Linked DNA regions of Zea mays: region 1 is linked to region 2. A link is a contact called in public Hi-C data. All regions are on one chromosome and are shown on one strand. The core of a region is the stretch at or near the end of the contact, and the rest is flanking DNA. Distances in the headings are between cores, read along the strand shown.

Region 1 (6,804 bases), core at 2,030-4,529, 210 kb after region 2:
GCAATCCGGTACTTCTGGCGTGTGTCTCCTCGGTGTGTGACTTCAATCCTCACACCCTTGAGGGCTTTCTTGAGCTGCAAACTCAAGCCTCATCCATCACAAGTGTGATCATGCACAATGCTCTTTGTGTGGGATCATAGCGGGCGGTAGGGGATTGCGGAGGGCGGTTGGGGATTGCGGCGGGCGGGCGTGGGGGAGGCGGGGGCCCCTATCCTTATCTAGGCAGAGGTTGCGGAGGGCGGCTGCCGCGGCGGCGGGGATCACGGCAGGCGGTAGGGGATTGCGGAGGGCGGTTGGGGATTGCGGAGGGCGGGCGTGGGGGAGGCGGGGGCAGTCTACAATGCTCTTTGTGTGGGAAAAATGCCTACCTTGACAAGATCCATGGAAGTAATACTTCTAAAGGTCCTGTTATCTTTGTTCAGAATCTCCATCACAAAGTCAATCAGTGGCAGGGGTCGAATGAAAGCTGATGAAGAAATGTCTGCAATGGAAAATATGCAGCCGTCAACAACTTAAAACATATAAAAAATTGAAACACAAAAGTACAGACGTTTCAATTGATCTCACTATATGCCAACCAGCCATATGAAATCAAATTGCACAGGGCTGGTCATTTCTAACATATAAGCATCACAAACGTGTTTTTTCTCAAGATATCACAGAAAACTTGGACAGTGCATACCTCACAAGGCCGATAGCAACTGAAACCAACCAGTCTCCAACCAAGCCTCACTATTTTGAAGAACTTCCCCAGGAACTGAATTATCAGTATCTGCCAAAGACGAGAGCAACTTTATAACCATGGACAGAGGTGATACCAATGGAGAGAATCTATATCGTCTGTTACCTGAAATACTGTCGTTATACCGATTATTCCCATGAACAGGTGATTCTTCGTGACCCCTTTGAAGACATTCTTTTCCTCGGGTTTTCGTGCATTGAACTCATTGAAGATCTGGCATAAAAAACACACCCAAGTTAACTCAAACCTTCGTTCCAGATCTACATGGAGTTAACACGGGCCATAAATCATCAAAATAATCTATATTTTCATAGCAAATTCACTCTGGTATGGTTCAACTTCGTACAAGCAAGACAACAGGTTAATATATGGTCAGTCAAGGGCCTAGATTCTAGGAGGTTAAAGCTGGCCACATTAAATTACTGGAACAAACCAAAATGCAAAGAAAAATAGTGAGTCACTGAAAATTGACCAAAAACAGACCAAGTGAAGCGCATATAACCAGCTTCCACATAACTTATGCCATACCTGAAATTCGACTATGGTAAAGCAATGAATAGCTTATAACGAGTCCTTACGTGAAGAAAAATATCCATGTAGTATCAATGCTAGGGTACACATTAGTCCCTTTTGGGGGAAAACTACTATCAATTTATAGTCAACTTAATATTGATTCTTTTCTTTTGGGAACAATCCAATGTCAGTATGTATTTGTCTAAAAGGTGAAGCAAGATTCGTCCACTAATGTTCTGTTATGATTCTTAAATTATTGAAGAACAAATACTCCACTGGCAAAATACAAATGTGTTGAAGATGAAAGTATTTGTTACCTTCTCAGCATCAGATCGGCTTTCATTCTGCAGACGCAGAATCCTTACTCCATCAAAATCGAAAATCAGAAGAATTGCTACTTGGTAAAGGGCCTGTGTAAAATTCCAAACATATCAGAACAACAAAGAGTTTTTAACAGAATCCAATTGTATAATGAAGGAATACTAACCTGAACAAACAAGTTTCTCCACATGATATTTGTAACAAGAGGTTCCCTGCAGTAGAAAAGTATGGGTAAAAATGTTTCCAAATTCAAAAAGCATAGTATATAGGTATTGGACACAATGTTGTCAACAAGAAATTTTGGATCATTTGACATGCCTTCGACCAACAGGATTTCTCTTCATAAGGTTGTCTGTTGGAGGCTCGGTTGCTAATGCAAGAGCTCCAAGTGTGTCCATTATGAGGTTCACCCACAGAAGCTGAAAAGTGAAAGAAGTATATGATACTGATGAGAAACAGCCTGGAAATACATGTGTCTCAGGTAAAATGTTGTGTCCAGCTATTAAATGCACTCGGCTACTCCACTGTACTACTGGAGTAGTACGCTGGTAGGACAGGAGCAGGAGCGGGACCTCACACCGCACCTGGAGCTGGAGGCTGGAGGAGGAAGAAGGGGCACGCTCACTCATCACAAGTCACAGCCACACCACACATGAGCTGTGGCATTAATGGATCATCATCAGAGGAGGAGGGGAAGTAAGCGGTCCGGGTCCCAGCCCTCCTCTGAAACGAACCAAACAACCTAGACCAGGTAGGAGGAAGATGGAGATTCATGGAAAAGGGAGAAAAGGTAGCAAAGGATCGGCTCATCTCCTCTCCTCTCCTCTGACCCTGTCCAACTGTCCCGGTCCCTGTTCATGCTAGCTCTGGCTGCGTCTGCTAGTATAGGAGAGCAAAATACAATCCAATCCAATTCTATGCAGTAAGCGCTACCTACAAGCTCACCTTCACGTACATGGGCCCAGCTCCGGACGCGGCCTCCTCCGTCGGCGCCTTGCTCCTGGAGGCGCTCGCAGCGGCGAGGGGACCTCTCCAACCACCTGCGCTCTGCACGGATCGAGAGCGCACTGCATCGGTCACCCGCCCCGGCGGGGTCCAGCGGCCTGCGAAGATATCGAGGTCCGGCGGGAATAGGGACTCGACGGCGAGGTCGGGAGGAGGAGCGCGACGCGGGGGCCTGCTGCTGCGCCGCCATCTTTGCCTCCGGCGTCACCGTTGTCGTCATGGAGCCCGCGGGCTCGGTCACCTCGAGGTCGTAAGCCGCAAGGCCAGAGGCGAACCTCCGTGTGGCGGTGGCCGGTGTAGATGGCGCGATGGCTACACAAGTGCGGATGATCGAGGGAGGAGGGCGCCCCCTATCCTTATCTAGGTAGAGGTTGCGGAGGGCGGCTGCCGCGGCGGCGGGGATCACGGCGGGCGGTAGGGGATTGCGGAGGGCGGTTGGGGATTGCGGCGGGCGGGCGTGGGGGAGGCGGGGGGCCCCTATCCTTATCTAGGCAGAGGTTGCGGAGGGCGGCTGCCGCGGCGGCGGGGATCACGGCGGGCGGTAGGGGATTGCGGAGGGCGGTTGGGGATTGCGGAGGGCGGGCGTGGGGGAGGCGGGGGCAGTCTACATTAGGCTCTTAATAGTTGTAGAGATTTCTTTTATACGTTTATGGGCTACCGCGCCTTATTTTACTGGGATAGTCGACCCGATTGCTCGTGCTCGTTCTCCGTTATGGGCCGCAAATTCTTTTCGGCCCGGCCTGGCCCGCCTCTCGGCGCCCGGCACGCGCCGGCGCCGCAGTCGGCGCCCCAGCCCCTCCCTGCCCTCCGCTTTGCTCTCCATCTAGCCCCCACGACCCTCCTCTCCGCTCGTCCGCCACCGCCACCGCCACCGCCACCGCCGCGCCGCTTCTCGTCGTCGCCAGAAACGAAGCAGGGCTCCGCGCTACCCCGCTGATCTTGCGCTTGAAGATCAATCAGTCCGTTGACGCAGTTCTCTACGTGCAGGGGCGGAGGGCCCATTATCCATCTGGCCCAAGCGCCTCGCCCTTTCTCCACGACTTCAACCCAGGCAGCCTCCGCCCCGTCACCCGCCGCCGCGGTCACAGACCTCTGCCGTCGACCCACGGACCGCGGTCCGGCTCCAGCCTCCACCCGCCCGCCGTCCTCCTCCGTCGCGACCCGCGGACCGCGGTCCGGCTCCAGCCTCCACCCGCCCGCCCACCGCCCACCGGCTTCCGGCCTCCGCCCGCCGTGGGCGGCCTCTGCCCTCAGCCCACCTGGCCATCTCCGCATCCGGCCCCCGGCCTCCGGTCTCCAGTCGCCCCCGGCTTCTGGTCTCTGCCCCCGCAGTGGTCGTGCCCCACTGGGCTGAGGAGGAACAGCTTCCGGTTCCTGGTGCTGATCTTGAACGGCGCGGCGCTCAGGTCGGAGGAGGCGTTGCCGGCGAGACTGAGGTCGCAGAAGGAGCCATACCAAAAAAAATCGTCCTCCGCTACTGCCTACGTGACAAAAAATCCTGCGGAGACCTGGCAGAAGTCGCCCGGTCTCCCCCGCCTCTGGCTTGGCCTCGCCATTTACGCTACACCTTGAGATTTTTATTCACTCCATCCAATCTGGCCCTGCGTTTCTAGATTTTGCGAGGGAAGACGCCAATTAGGAGCCTGAGGGTGCGACGGCCTAGGGTTTGTAGCTACTGGTGTCGTCGCGGCCTGTGGAGGCGGTAGGGGACAGCGACATCTGCAGCCATGGACGACAGCGAGCTCCATGAAGAGGAGAACCCAACCAATAGTGCCGTAGGTGAGCTTGACGATGCCCAGGACTTCATCACAACCAGTTATGCTTTTGGTTTGGTGTTGGTGCAAGTGCCGATGTCGGGCCGATTAGGGTTGTCAAATAGCTGGGCTCTGATGTGTTGGGTGTGCTATGTTAGCTAGTGTATTTGCTGGGCTTTGTGCACGGATCTGTGGTGCCTGTTTACAAATGGGATTTGATAAGCCGATGGCATGCTGTTTGGTGCTATATAGGATTAAATGTTCTTTTTTTATGTGTGGAAAATTTTAGTTGCTGGAGCTACAGGTAGCACCCATGTAAGATGAGGTGGTTAGCATGCTGATCTGCTATGGGCTTGTAATTGTGAAGTTGCAACCTTTAGAGTCAGGCTTTGAGAACCATAAAACTGCAAAATGGTTTTGAGTATGAAGATGATCCTCTGCAGGGTTAATGGTTCCATGATGGTCTTCTGTATTTTATGTGACGTGTTGAAATTAATTTGATGAAATGTTGGTTGAAACTAGCATTGCGATTCTCCGATGCTGCATTTTAATAATACTGAAAACATGTAACCCTCTGTTTGGGAATGCATTATGTCATCATTAACCCTCAGATTCTTAGTTATCTTAACAATTTCCTGAGGTCACTCCAAAACTGGACTCATTTGAAGCTAAGTGCAATTGATTGATTGAAACTAGCAATGAGTTTGTTTGAATAACCCCATCTTACTTATTAGTTATTACTGTTGTCATCCTTACAGATGACGATGACGACGAGGATTATGAGGAGCCTGGTGGAGGAAATCACTTATTGGGGTTTATGTTCGGCAATGTAGATGATTCTGGTGATTTAGATGCTGACTATCTTGATGAGGTAGACACTTCTTTATCTGTTTTTGTTGACATGCAAATGTCCTGTTTTTTGTTGTTTTTATTATTTTATTTCATGTGTCTGTCTCTAGGAGATGACATTCATTTTATTCGTTTCACCTTTTCAATTGTGTGGATGTCTGATATCTGTATCTGTTTTTGATCTTAGTGCATTCTCAATTGGTCATGATTTTATACAGATTTAACTTCTTTGTTGGTTCTCTTTTTCTTAACATTTTGATCCTTAGACTTGTGTTTTAGGGTGCTCGGTTGCTTTATAGGAACCATCATCACTATAAGAACCATATTCCTCTGATTAAATTAATTTAATTTGAGTTCTGGAAATGATGAGATAGGGAAATTCAATGCGACGAAACCAAATTTCTCAGTCCATGCATTGTAATTTTCTCGTAATTTGGATGTTTTTTGAATAATAGTTAGTAGAACTCACTAAATTTTAGCCAGAATAAAGGTTAGTTGCTAAACCTTAGGGTACTTTGGTTTTATTGTTTTTCCATTGTCTGCAGGAAACAAAGTCATTGTTTATTGTTTAGTTATGTTTATAATGCAATTTGGATGTTGCATTTATTTATACTTTTATTTTGCTTAACTCAGGATGCAAAGGAACACCTTTTTGCACTGGCAGATAAGCTTGGTCCATCTCTCAAAGACATTGACGTAAGTTATCTTATGCGTATAGTTAATCTTACTTATCTATTTCATTACCAAACAAGTTAATACTATGTTGTTTGCTAATTAGCTAATGAAGTCTTCTCCAGCACCAACTGATCCTTCCGAACAAGGTTAGTGACATATTACTGTTTCCATATAAGCTGCACCTACAGTTTTGAGAGTTATTCATCAAGCCAACTTTGCCATTGCTTAGGAAGACCTTATTCTTCTTTTTCGTGTCAAACTATGCACATAATTGATAACACATCTTTTTGTTGTTATGTAGACTATGATGAGAAGGCAGAAGATGCTGTTGATTATGAAGATATTGATGAAGAATATGATGGACCTGAAGTTGAGGCAACTACAGAGGAAGACAATGTGTTGTCAAAAAAGGATTACTTCTCTTCATCTACAGTGTATGCATCAGTCAACAGTACAGTTTCAGTGTTTGACGATGAAAACTACGATGAGGAAGAAGAACCACCCAATGATAATGAGCCTCCTGGTGATAGTGCTGCCCAAAATTTATCTTCAGGTGATACTGGATAATGTGCCTAATGTTTTCAAGTTCCATTTATGTTAGCATTCATCCTATTTTTCTTACTACTTTATCGTTTCCATGCTGCCCCTTTTATTTGTTCCTTCTATCTAGTGATTAAACATTTGTAGCTTGGCACCTCCGTTTTGGTCTGCAACTGTATTTGTCTTTATATTTGCATGTCCAACCTCCCTTCTGCTGGCTTGGGCAAGCGTTGATGGTAGCGATGAAGTCTGTTCCAGTCTAACTCTAATAAAATGAACTGAAGACTTGACCATCTTTTTTTCACCTTTTTCTATTGTGATCATAGACTCTAGTTTGGCGTAAACTTCTGTTATGATCGCTAGATCAGTGAGGGATTGGAGAGGGTATCGATGGGTAGGAACGTC
Region 2 (7,147 bases), core at 698-3,197:
AACATTCTCCATCATCATTCCCTGTAGAGACCCATTAAACTTGTACGTGATGATGTTTTCATGTAATAGTTAATGATAAAGATAAATAATTTAACTTGTCAAAAGATTTGACAATATGTTCGTTTTGATATACCCATAATGTTTTTTGACATCTGACGATGAGTATAAATAATAATGTTTTGCATTAATAATAAAGATATACGTTTTAATTATAATTTAAATGATGAGTATAAATAATTAGCTTAGGCTTTGTTCGTTTACACCAATCCCGCTCTGGATTAGCATGGATTGGAATTAAATCCATGCCTCAATCCATGCCCCAAAATAATCCATGACTACTTAATTTTTTTTATTCGGTTAAACCCATCATGGAATATAACCCAAAGGTTTGGGAATTTTTTAAACTATGGAAGACATGGATTCTATCCATAGCCCATTAGGTATGGAACAAATCCATGAGATATTGCACAAGTTTACATTAGAATCCATGGATCAAAAGAATAACTAGCTTTGAAAGTCACATGGATTTGTTGATGGATTTAATCCCACCATGGGATTGGGTGTGAGATATGGATTCACCCAATCCATACCCGGATTAAATCCATGATGGGATTATATCCCATGTAACCGAACAAGGCCTTATCAGGATTTATTCCAGCGGGAAACATGAATGGAAAAAACTGTTCCATGCAAACCTTCGTAAGGATTATAGTGGAGATTTTTTTTAGCGACGACGTGGATGGGAGTTATTCCCGACGGGAATTTTCTCCTTGCCATCCTTATCCATATCAGAGTAACATATAAAATTATATTAGTATTTATGATCTTAAATAAATATTATTAGAGAAATTATATTATACATTTTTATAGTAAATTATTTAAAGATACAAATATTAATATCATCTTACAAAGAATTAATTAAGCTTTTTTTTTGGAGGGGACGAGACACGGGTGCTACGTCAACTAGTACTCCCAAGTCCCAACAACCAAGTGGACTCATGAGTCAGCAACGCGACAGCGGATCATTCGCATTGCTTTCTTTCCCCTACAACTTCATCACGGCTTCGTCACCAGCCGCAAAATCCGCTAGCTTCGTCGATCACACGCGCGTCCATATGTAGCAGCAGATCTTTTTTTCCATTCCGAAGGAGATTTTTTTGCTTTATCTCAGACAAAAGACATCTAACGGATAAACAGAGGAGATTCTCGGCGAGGAGATATTTCTTTCTGGAATCGAATCCCCGATTTCTAGGGTTCATCACCGCCACTTCCAATCTGATGGAACACTCTGAATGCTGGTACTATGACAAGAGTAATAATACTATATACATAAAACGCGCTAGAGTACGTCGCTGCACAGAGGAGCTTAAGAACTCTGTCGCTCGTTTAGTAGATCGTACAGTTAAAGGAGGGGGCCCAAAAAAATTACAGAAGTCGGCCAAAAAAATTACAGGAGAGCCATCACGTTCTACGTTCTAGGCGATGGCCGTGGTGTGTTGCCGCTGGGTCCCAACCGCGGCAGCGGCGGCCGGCGAGGACGGGAGGCGCGCGTTGAAGTTCCTGTACCGGAAGACCGCGGCGGGGTCCGCGTACGCGTCGTCGTCGTCGCCCTCGTCGAAGTTGAGCGCGTAGCTGAGCGCGTCGTAGCGGAACTCGCCCGCGGCCGCGGCCGCGCCCCGCCGCCGCCACCTCGTCCTCTCCGGGCCGCCGCCCGCGCCGAAGCAACAGCACACCGTGGTCCGCAGCTTGTCCCGCAGCTTCGACGGGGACGACGGCGACGAGGCCTCCCCGGCGGCGTCCATTGATCTCGCCAGTTCCGGACTGAAAACGAAGGGTCTCTTCTGTTCCCTGGTCCTTCTGCGATTTGGGAAGTGGAGGAAAGAAGTGCTGCTGCGTTTTGGGAAGTGTAGATGCGTTGCGATGCGTGAAGGAAAAGTGGTTTTGCGTTGGAGGCAAGGGGGAGGTAGCAGTTCGCTTTAATAAGGAGGCGGCCCGCGCCGCGCTGCGCTGCGCCTGAGTCGGGCGGGAAAAGGACGGATAAGGACAGGCGGCCGGGGCCGCGTGGGGTGTGGGGTAAGGCGGGCTGGCGGGCGGGCGACGGCGTGAGTTGCAAGCGACTGAGAGGTGGGTCCACGCGCGAGGGACAGCGGAAGGAGCCGTTACGCGTGGGGTAAGGCGGGCTGGCGGGCGGGCGGGCGGGCGACGGCGTGAGTTGCAAGGGACTGAGAGGTGGGTCCACGCGCGAGGGACAGCGGAAGGAGCCGTTACGCGTGGGGTGAGACGGGGGCTGTCCGGGGATTTCCGCGGCGGAGGCCTTGGAGGGCCTGTCTGGCGGCGTGGGGCCCACGTTTCGGGGTAGGGTGGTACAGTGCAGGTCCCCGCGGCGGAAGTGGCAGGACGATCTCGGGCTCGGCGTTGCTGCCGATAGGATCATAGGATCCGCACGCGCCCTCTCTAGTCTCTACCAAAGCATTTCTTCGATCAAACTTTCATTCATTAGCCATCGAACGTTAAAGCACCTGAACGGACGAATCCACAATTTTTTAGATAATCTATGTCTAAATATTTAAAAAATCTTAAATCCTAAAACACCTTGCAGGTAAAAAAAACTCTCTCTTTGCACATTGAAAACTTTGAAATCACAAGTTTGAAACTTTTCTAATTGTTATATCCAACATTATACTTCCAGATCTAAAACTTTGCACTGTAAATTTGTTTGCCTTGAGCTATCGCATTATAATTTTGCATTGTTATGTTTAAAACTTTAGTATTTTAAAACTCTACACCTAAGTTTAGGAACTTTATACAAGCCCATTTCAAATATCCCACCTGGAGATCTAAAACTCGTACATCTAGAATACAACTTTGTAATTCGAAACTTTGTACTCTTGATTTTGAAAAATTGCACTACCATATTTCAACAAGTGTGCTATTAGGTACAAGCTTTTATAATCACATATTAAACTATTTCAAAACATATTGTTGAGCACTATTAGTGTCACTGGGCATTACCGGACGGTCCGTCATTGAGGCCTGGACGATCCGTCTTGCAGACAGTCCGACCATAGGCACGGGCGATCCGCGGTAGGAATAGATCAGGCGATTAAACTCCTATATCCTCGTGTTTTATCCCTCTAATCTCGCGGGAGCTGTTGGAGGACGACTAGGAACGGGTCTAGACCTTACCCCTATATATTTGAATGGGTACAACCGATTAAAATAGTAACAATCGAATCAATAATAAATTTATTTTTTGTTCTTTACCTTTTGGCCTGCTGACCCAAGACAAACCCTAGATTCTCTCCTTCCCGATGGGGTCTCTCTCGGGAGCGAGATCCAGGCGTGGACCACCCGACCATTAGATACGAACCGTCCGGCTCGTCGACAAAAACCCTAGCCTCTGCGCTACGTCACGGACCGTCCGCGCTTCCGCAGAGACTAGAGAGGACGTCGCCGATACTCATCGCAGTGAATGGTGTCTAGATCGGTGCCAACACATATGCAACATGAGTATGTTTGTTTTGATTTTTATCATAATGGAATGTATCCGTGCAAACAAAATTAAAAAAAGATGGTCATAAAGAATTAATACATTTTAAATAGATAAACAACTTTTAAGAAAAGGAGACAATTTTTTGATCCTTGGTCACACAAAAATGTGGATTTTCCACGTCCGAACAGAAAAGGGACTAAAAACGGAGGCGTGCTTTTTATCTGCCGTCACGTGAAAAAGTAGATTTCCCATGTGGGTAGAAAACAAAACGTACAAAAACGATCGAAATGAACCGTGTATTGATAACTATGACAGCACATGTGACTTAGGCTATTTTCATCAGTCTTCTTATTTAAATCCCTATTTTGCTTTTTTATTTCAAACTTTAATTTATAAATAATATAATCTATAATATAAAATAATAATTCACACAAGATAGCAAGAACTTGGTGATGTCGGCGCCTCGGCGGCGGATAAGGTTGCCCTGCACTCGAAAGAGCATGCACCTCATGCTCAACTGGAAAGAGATACTTGTTGAGTTGCATGAGTACTGACGGTCAAAGGCGTGCACCACGTCAGCTCAACTCCAGCTCCATCATCGCCGTGCGGCTAATCTGCGGCGCTCGCCAGTCGCCCATTGGACAGAGGCAGAGTAAGGCTATCCGCACTCATTCAACTCTAAATTTCTACCCTAAAAAGAATATTCTATCCTTGTCAGCAAAATTCTTTACTCTATACCACAATTCTCCACAGTCATATTTACTCCATATCTCAACTCTATATCAACTACCATATATTATATTATTTCTTTTTTCATTCTCTACCCTTTCCCACCCAACTACCAGTACAGACGAACTGCCGCACCTGCTGCCTTGCATGCCGCCAACGGAGAGGAGCCACGCCGAGAGGATAGCGCAGCCGCTGGTAGAACGCTACATTTGAAGTTTTGCCATGCCTCGGCGACGGTGCAGTCACGGATACAGTTGACCGCTGCAGTTGAAGAGTAAACGCTATCTCGATACAGTTTTGCGTGGAGCGCGCGACTGCGGGCAGCCTAATATCCTATCCAAACAACTAGAGTACACTCGAATTCACTGTCAGAGCCTGAAAGGAACTCATGCCTGTTTCGGCAAATGTATCTTTATCTAATTACTGCTCCGTCATTCTCTTTTACAAGAGATAACATGACACGGTCTCTTCAATTATTATTAACTATCTATTTATTTTTTCTATATTATTTATATTTACAGACTTATATTAACTGGATAGTAGATTTAGTTATAAATATAAACATATGCTGTTTTAATAACTATAAATTATTAATTAAATCATTGATCAAAGGTTTAAAATTTAACCATTCATGCGTATGTGCGCTTTATAAAAGAGAGAGGAGACATCTACCACATGATTTTGAGAAAAATATTACGTACGTACAGCAAGATCAATTGAGAAAGTACACAACATGACAACAGAGAGTCAGAGGCTCAGAGCCATAATCTGCCCAATGTTCTTGTTGGCACACCAGCACTTAGTGTTGGATATCGAGCCAACTCAGCTCGACTCGTTCGAGTTCGAGCTGTCTCGTTTAGCTCGTGAGACAGAGCAGAAAAGCAATATATATATATATATATATATATATATATATATTATTTCAAACTAATTTAATAATAGAAAATATTAATTATACTCACAGTTTCAAAGATCACATTAGTGTAGCACCAAATTGGCATAACTCAGCACTTATCAATTCACAATTCATACGTATGTTTATCAGTTTAATCCATAGTTATACTCATAGACCAATTTAACACATATACACAATTCATTAATCATTAATTTAACTCATATTTCATAGACACCACATATACATATAACATAATTCATCAATTGTTATTGTTACGTAAATAATATGTATATAGTTTCGTTTTGCTGAAATGTGATAGCTTGTTTAGCTCGCGAGTTGGCTCATTAACGATCCGAGCTAAGATATGTACTTTGCTCATGAAAAAAATTCAAACGAGTCAATCTAAACCGAACTGACCACGAATCAAGCAAACCAACGAGACACAAGTATTTTGTCCAGACCTACCAACACTAGCCTGCTGCGGAGAGTACCACGAGAAGGTTTGACCGGCGACGGCGCATCCACGTCAAACGTCGCAGAGCGACCGATCGCAAGTGCCTTAACGCGGGCCTTCTCGTCCAACCGCAATACAATGCTACACGCTTTTGACGCTCTGGAGTCTGGACGGCCTCGCAGTCGCGGCAAACTGGATACGGTTTCGTTCGATGATCCAGCCAGCAGATCAGATACACGCGCGGCCGAAAGGGAAAGGTTAGGGAACGGGCGAGCGACGGCCAGACAGGAAGACCGAAGCCGTAGGACGGAGGGAAAAGCACCCGCTGCGGCATGTCCGCGTTGAGGCAAAAAAGAAAAAGGCCTTCAATGCAAAGCAAAAGTCTATCGATGTAAACGAGGGTGGCCGGAACTTGGAACCGGATGCTCCGCCGAGACGTGCGACCGATTTTTTTTGTATTTTAGCATTCTTTTCAAAAAAATTATATTTAAACCTCGAAAGAAAGTATTCCCGTTTTTAAACTCTTTGCTCGACGCCATAGTTCGTGGCGCCGAGATAACACTGCTCGGCACCACAACTCATGGCGACGAGGTGCTAGCCTTGCTGGCGTGCACGGAGTGAGCTGGCGCTCACGTGGCCAACACATCGGCGTCATGGATCATGGCACCGACTTTTCTCATTTAACTCATACATATATTTGTTAGTGGCACAATAAATGCTTGCACACCAGCGGTACAATTTGTGCTGACCGACTGGCCAACGCAACTTCATGGCTGACAGTCTGAATGACCGACTGACGACACCTTTTGCAGCAAGAGATACATGACTTGAGCGGAAGTATACTTCATATTTAGACTGTCACATGTAAATTAAAGTCCTTCAAACTTTTCGAGAACGACCAAGCATACATGGAAAAAATGTATCATGTGATATAAAACATACTGCTACAAATCACATTGTAAGATTAGTTAGCAGTGTTTTATTACATTGTTATGAATAAATTATGTTATGAATCGGTAGGCTACAACAGAGTGTGTTATATCAAAAATCAAATACATGTATAAAAACGAGAGAGTAAAATGCATTAAAACATAGATGTAATTAAAGTTGTCCGTCTATATCACTTATATCTACTTTACATATATTATGATGTGTTGCTAGCTGTGGACATGCAGGAAGTGGAAGCACAGTAGCACATGCTGGATGGAGTAGTACAACATTACTGCAGGGTTTAAAAAAGGCGTACTATTGGTGTGTGAAAGGATCACGATGCTCAAGAGGGGGGGTGAATTGAGCTTTTCTAAAATTCAATCATAATTAAACCCTAAGCAAGAGCCCAACTTCACCCCAACAACTAGTAATAAGGGAATACTACTAGAAATAGAACAATGGTAAGACAATACTTCAAATACTTGCTAAACAAATACACAATGTAAAATGCTTTAATTAAGTGCGGAATGTAAAGCAAGGTTTAGAAGACTCCTCCAATTTTTCTCGAGGTATCGAAGAGTCGGCACTCTCCCCTAGTCCTCGTTGGAGCACCCGCGCAAGTGTATCGCTCCCTCTTGGTCCTCGC

Evidence for each region. Hi-C and Micro-C count contacts between places; a contact is called where the count stands out from the background.
Region 1: a contact with region 2 is called in a Hi-C map of leaf, with 7 times the contacts expected there. The contact joins the promoter of LOC103638720 here to the promoter of LOC100274790 in region 2. A contact is called at or near these places in 9 of 25 Hi-C or Micro-C datasets (bundle sheath, ear, endosperm and 3 more).

What each region holds. Positions count from the first base shown.
Region 1 is chr9:98,682,357-98,689,160 of Zm-B73-REFERENCE-NAM-5.0, forward strand. It overlaps LOC103638720 (transcription initiation factor TFIID subunit 1), which reads left to right and starts at 3,280. Exons shown (of 21, transcript XM_008661557.2): 1 at 3,280-4,360; 2 at 5,094-5,206; 3 at 5,818-5,880; 4 at 5,963-6,005; 5 at 6,161-6,412. The coding sequence starts at 4,309. LOC103638719 (calcium-transporting ATPase 5, plasma membrane-type) reads right to left here and starts at 2,021. Exons shown (of 3, transcript XM_020544092.2): 1 at 1,895-2,021; 2 at 1,743-1,788; 3 at 1,489-1,665. The coding sequence starts at 1,974. The coding sequence ends at 1,504.
Region 2 is chr9:98,474,727-98,481,873 of Zm-B73-REFERENCE-NAM-5.0, forward strand. It overlaps LOC100274790, which reads right to left and starts at 1,948. Exons shown (of 1, transcript NM_001149071.2): 1 at 1,305-1,948. The coding sequence starts at 1,802. The coding sequence ends at 1,476.